Linked DNA regions of Zea mays: region 2 is linked to region 1. Evidence: chromatin contacts called from public Hi-C data. All regions are on one chromosome and are shown on one strand. The core of a region is the stretch at or near the end of the contact, and the rest is flanking DNA. Distances in the headings are between cores, read along the strand shown.

The links. Hi-C and Micro-C count contacts between places; a contact is called where the count stands out from the background.
Region 2: a Hi-C map of leaf shows a contact between it and region 1, with 7 times the contacts expected there. The contact joins the promoter of LOC103649866 here to the enhancer-like site in region 1. A contact is called at or near these places in 3 of 25 Hi-C or Micro-C datasets (ear, leaf and tassel).

Annotation. Positions count from the first base shown.
Region 1 is chr3:25,834,329-25,837,477 of Zm-B73-REFERENCE-NAM-5.0, forward strand. No RefSeq gene overlaps it. Among protein-coding and RNA genes, the nearest start is that of LOC103649866, 70 kb to the right of the region's middle. Within about 2 kb of position 1,718, at least 17 of the 20 cell types and tissues checked have an H3K27ac peak or open chromatin away from gene starts, as enhancers often do. A contact at or near this core is called in ear, leaf and tassel, where this site is marked.
Region 2 is chr3:25,904,486-25,907,637 of Zm-B73-REFERENCE-NAM-5.0, forward strand. It overlaps LOC103649866, which reads left to right and starts at 1,269. Exons shown (of 9, transcript XM_008675565.2): 1 at 1,269-1,687; 2 at 2,563-2,759. The coding sequence starts at 1,546.

The DNA.
Region 1 (3,149 bases), core at 468-2,967:
AAGGAGACACAAATTCATCATATTGAGCATCACAGTCTGCCTCAAATGTGCCAAAATCAACTCCATCAATACTATCAACCTCAGTCTCATGATTTTCCACATCATAAAATTCACCTGGAGCGCATGATGTAGATCCATCCACTGCAATATGTTCAAACATTTGTGTCATGAAATCTTCATTTTCTGGAGGGCCATATTTCAGTTTCTTCCAATCAGGATGCCTCTGTATAACAATTACAATATTTAGTACTACATCATAGATGAAAGAAATTAAAACAAGTACAATATAACTTTAACTAATATGTTATTACCTTTGTATTTTTCTTCCAATATTCATCACTTGCAATCACAGTCCCTAGCTTAGAATCCCATCCAAGTCCTGTATCTTTGTTTAGACCAAGCCAAAAACTGTAAAGCCCTTTCAGTAAATCCCACTTATTCTTCAATTGAGTTTTGCTGTGAAGCAAACCAGTTCTTTGTCGATACTTAACACAAATATTTTTATACGCTGAAGTAGTTAGTGTTCCATTTGGTCTGTTACCAGCTTCAACCTCTTCAACACATATTTCACAAAAAGTTCTAGTATTCATGGATGACCAATCTGCCTTGTCATATTTCTCCTTCTATACGAAAATATATATACAAGCATATCACATATGAACATTACAAATGTCTATAAATTAGCAATGGCCATGTGTTAGAAAATTACTCACCGAATTATTTGCAGTAATTTCAGCTTCAACTTCAATTGGTTCATTATCTTCCCGACCTTGAGCATTTAAATCGATGTCAATACCAACACTTCGGCCACCACGAATGCTCCTTCCGGCACTCCTACTACCGCGTATCACACAACTAGTGCCACGACCGGCACTACGCCCTGCCAGTGTAAATCCTGCGCCACGACGACCTGCCGTCATGGAACCACGTACCATGGTTGGTTTGCCTCGTTCAGGTGCCGTAACATCACCAACTCCTGATTCAATGTCTGTTGGTTCCGACGGAGGATCCATCACAATACACCTGTAGATAGAGTAGCATTGTAGCAATTAGATGGTCGCACTCTGGATCTCGGCAGGACAGTTGCAGAGAAAAATTAGGCGCCCCAGCTGATCTGCGGCGGGAATCGGCCGGCCCCGTCGTACGTCCGTCCCGTTGGCACGGCGCGGCGGGATCCTGTGCCGTGGGGCGCGGGACGCGTCGGAGCGGCGGGCGGGAATCTGCTGCGCGCGGGACGCGTCAGAGTGCCAGGCGGCGGGATCCTGTGCCGCGGGGCGCGGGGGGTGGGGGCTAGGCGGCGGGTTTCTGTTGGGCGGCGGGCTTCTCCGATCCGATAGGCGCAAAAACGATTTGGTGGATTATAATGGCAATGGTGGGTAATTTATAGGAAACTTGAAAGGATAGTGGGAAAGTGGGAAAAAAAATAATGTGAAATAAGCACCTCCTCACTTGCTTATGGATTATCATAATCCAAGAGGTTAGATTATATAATCTGGGCAAATAAGCTGGACTGTTTGTTTGCTTCTTAGGATTATTTAATCCAGATTATATAATCTGGGGGTAAACAAACAGGCCCTAAAGTCATGTTTTTTCTTGGTTGGTTTCAAAAGTTTGACTTTTTTGTATCATCAAAACAATGGACAGGCAGTGGCTCGCTCTTTTTTCTTTCCCTCCGTGGTAGATGCAAAAGGACTTGCAGAGGGCCCAAACCCTCGTCCTCCGGTAATACGTGGGCCTTGGGCCGACGGAACGCCAGGCTGAGCCACAGGACGCTTCTCTGCCATGTTTGTTTGGTTACATCAATCCAAAATAAGATTGGAGAGAATTAAATCCTCTCTAAGACTTTTTTAGGTACTTTAATATTGACCGCAATTCATATATATTGAGGTAAATTAGGTGTAAATTAGTTTAGGTTACATACTAATCCATCTTAATACATATGGATTGAAATCAATATTAAAATACCTAAATTAGACCGTAGAGAGATTTAATCCTCTTCTGGTGTAACCGAATAAGTGGGTCTACAGTTATCAAACTGGCCCTCCATAAAGCCCCATTACTACACGATGGCCTACGCCTGGCCCGTTGCACCATTGCGAGACTGCAGGTAAGCGGGTTTGATTGAGGCCCATAGAAAAGTAGCATATCCGTTGTCCCGAATCACTTTCCCATACTATTAGCCTAATTCAACATGTTCAAACGGGTCGGATCAAGATCGAGTCATAGGCCATTTAGCATAGCTCGTACCCCACCCGTATCTAGTGTTGGATCGGGTTTTTTCAGGTTAGGTTGGGATTTTTTGGCTTTGGCACAGGTTTTTTCGGGTTGGGTCGGATTTTGGGTAAAAAAATATGGCCCCATACCTAATTCATGAATTATTGCAGGTCAAAAATTATGGTCTATACCTACCCGTTGCATTGGTCGGATCGGATCGGGCCGAGTTTTTTTCCGGACGGATCGGGTTGGGTTGGTCGGATTGAGTGGCCCATGATTAGATCTAAACCTAATATATGTGCCATATACAACAACCAAATTATAATTTCTATGTATAAGACAATTGCAAGTCAACTCAAAATATATATCGTAATCTCTAAAGTTATTTTAAAAAATATCCACTTTATTGAAACATTCAAATGATGTCAGATACCATGTACCTCTCTAGCAATCAAACTATGTATAAGACAATTGCAACTAAACTCAAAATATATATCGTAATCTCTAAAGTTATTTTAAAAATACCCAGTTTATTGAGACATTCAAATGATGGGATACCATGTACCTCTGTAGCCATCAAATTCGTTACCTTTTCATATTGCCACAGCGTACTTCTAGTTTTATTTGCATGTCCTTTTCTAACCATGTAAACACTCACGGAAGAACTGATCCAAGACAATATATGTTACAAATCCAAGGAAATATGTCTTCTCGTGTAAACAATCTTGGGCACAAGTGATAACAAAGGAGGCAAAAAGTTACATGGGGTGGATTGCTCCAAATTATTTATGTACCTTGAAATAGTTACTAGAATTCATTATTATACCGTTATCAAAATGATATCAAGACATCACGACATGCTAACCTTGGGCGCCTAGACTTTGCTGATTCTATACATCTTTCATCTCTGTCTTGCAGTATTTCTTGGGGCCAAG
Region 2 (3,152 bases), core at 19-2,518, 70 kb after region 1:
GCCCCATTTATTCCTGAGATGCAACTTCGCATGGAGGTGTTGGCGGATCGTTGGATTCACTCCCCCCAGGTCAACTAATCTGCACTTGGCAGTAAGCAGAATCATCGCAGAGTTATGGAAGCCATGGTCTATGGAGATTGTTATAACCATGGTGTGGTGCATTTGGAAATATCAAAACGGGTGGATTTTTAATGAAATTCCTGTGTCAATCACACAGTGCAAGGGCATGTTCGTTGATGCCATGGTACTTAACTCCCTCCGTTAAAGTTTGGGTACAAACTCTGTGACGTGTTTCTCTCAAAACTAGGTTGCAAATCTGTAGAAATACGATAGGCAACCCCTACAATAAGCCTTTTATTCAAAACACATACACATAATCTAATAAAATGTATAATTTTATTTATACATTCTAAGTGTAAAGATTGTGTAAAGTGTCGTGTAAAGTATTATTTTGTACTGTTTTTAGAGTGAGGTTTGAAATAGATAATAAGATAAGAAGTGAGGTAAGGACTGATCTACTGATGTGAGCTACTAGTGGTTTTTTACAAAGCAAACAGGTAACTCTACCTTTCCGTCAAGGACAAGGAGGCTTATATCCCGATCGCGTGTTTCCAGGAAGATTTTTAAGATTAACGGCCATCCTCGACCCGTTAAAATGTGATGTGCATGCGTGAGTGGCCTGGCCACCTTTCTTGACTCGTTGCCGCACAAAAGGGAAGGCTAGGTGATCTGAAAGTAACCAAAGCGTTGCATCTCCCGCCCGCACTAGTGAGTAGTGACCAGCCCACTACCGAACACGTTTGTTAACAGAATATCATGCAGGTGGGCCCGCATCTCGAGAGACAGAGACGCCCGTTCCACGTTCCCGGACCCCTCTCCACTGTTCCCGTCACTTCGCCTGCCCTCAGAACCCTAACCATCTCCCCGAAATACCCCTGCGTCATAGGCCCATATCCATCTGCAGTGCCCACAACATACCCCGTAATTACCTTGGAAGCTGAGGGCAGTCTGAACTGACCGGCACCAGTCCCCACGGAGCCACACGAGGTCGGGCTGGGTCCCACCCTCCATCACCTCCTGTCCTGCCCCTTTCGCGCCCTCTGGTCACCAGCGCTACGTGCACCCGTCCCCGCGACACCCGGGCCCCTCCACACCCGCTGGCACGCCGGACCACCCGCCCACGTGTTCCCCGAGCGGGACCCAGCCGCGTGTACCGCGTCGCACGCGGCGCGGAAAGGCAGGGGACACGTCACCGGCGCCGCGCCGCTACGGGCACTCGGGGAAGCGCACACGCGCCGCGCGGGCGTACAAGACCCCCGGGTCCCGCCCGACGCAGGCACTAGTGGCGTGGCGCGCCGCGACAGTGTCACTAGTAGCGGTGGACCGGTGGTCTCTCCCCTCCCCGGCTCCCCCTCGTCCGTCTCCCTCCCACCCTTCCGCGCTCCCGCCGTTTCCCAGGGGCCAGGGCCGACCCACACCGCGCCGGGATCCCTAGATGCGGCCGGGGCGGCGCCGCGAGCCGTGAGCGCGGTTCCTGCCGTGGCGATGGGTTTCCGCGCCGCCTCCGCCGCCGCCGCTGCCGCGGTGGCCGTGTTTGCGGCGGCGGGGCTGGCGGTCACCGCCGCTTCCTCCGGTGACTCGCTCGCCGACCTCGGAGGCGCGGCGAGGGAGATCGAAAGCGCACCAGGTACCACCACCCGCACCCGCCTCGCCTCCACTGGCGATCTCTGTCTCGTAGCGCTATCGGTTTGTCGTTTCTGCGCGATCGGTCGGGGAGTCGGGCCGTCGGACTGTGATCGGGCGACCTCGATTGGCGGCTCCAATCCATTCCACTTCGGAAGAAGCTTTACCATAGTCATGGTAGTTTTACTGTGTTTTATTAGAAGACTGTCCGATGTGTTTTATTGTCTCCGCCTCCACTGTTTCTATTACCTGCTGGTACTGTCGTACCTTAGTTAGGTGTATGTGGAAACGCCAGTGTCAGGCGATCCCGGCCGTCAGCCAGCTCATTCGATGGATAGGCGTGGTAGGATTGGATTCGAGTAGTATCGATTACACGACCCAAATTCGTTGGGCTGTTTAATATGTTTGTTTTTTCTTGCGCTTGATTTCGTAGCACCAGTTCTGGACGTTTCGGTTTATTCGGTGACCGACGACGTGACCGACGATCTTGTCGGTAGATCTTCTCCGTCGGTCAAGTAAACCCGCATATGTCTCGGCTATTCTATTTTAGTGTTTTTAGTACCTTGGTTAGAACAAGTCAAGTGTCGGCCGTTCGATTGCTGCAGTCATGTCGGTGCTCTGATCCACCTACCCCTTCTCTCTCACGTCTCCTTCACATGTTCATGCACATGCACTCGGACCAGATTACCACGTAGTATTTCTTCTTTACGAGTGGAACTGTTTTTTTCGTCTCTGTAAAAAGCCTCATATGTTCCACTAGTTTCCGTGTCATGCCTTCCGTATCGTGTAAGCAAGCGTATCGTATAAGCAAGTGCGATTGTGCGAACATTAGTTATAAAGTGTTGCGCTTCACGAAAATATATTATCTTATTTTATTAGAGGTCAAGAATCTGGGACCATGGGCAAAGGGGCTGCTGAAAGGCATGCCGCAGGCAGCGGCGGGACCGGCAGCCATGGCGCCTGTTGCGAAGTATCCGCTGGTTCTGGCAGAGGACCGGACGCGGCGGCCGGATGTTCTCAGGCATCTCAAAGTGTATGAAGGAGGGTGGAACGTCACCAATAAGCACTACTGGGCGGTATGTGTCGTTTTTTGAACTTTAAAGGAACTCATGAGCATAAAGCTTCAGTTGGTTATGGATGCCGTAGTATATCAGGTAGTATTTATGTGATTGATGGAAGCAGGTTAGACAGGACTAGTACAGGCTTTGCATACAGCCGAGATTCAGTCTGTTGCATATAGTGTAAACTCTGTAATCTAGATGATAAAGACATGGGCTAGAACTCTAATGATGATAAGGACATGGACTAGCTTGATTATCTCTTTCCTGTAATAGGAAACACTGCATGGGCCAAGAGTCAGAACTATACAACATCTTGTTGGTTCGCTAATTTATAATGTTATACACTTGATAGACAAAGTGACATGGAACTGTACCAGTTACATGCTTTGCCATCTGTAGATCTGAAAC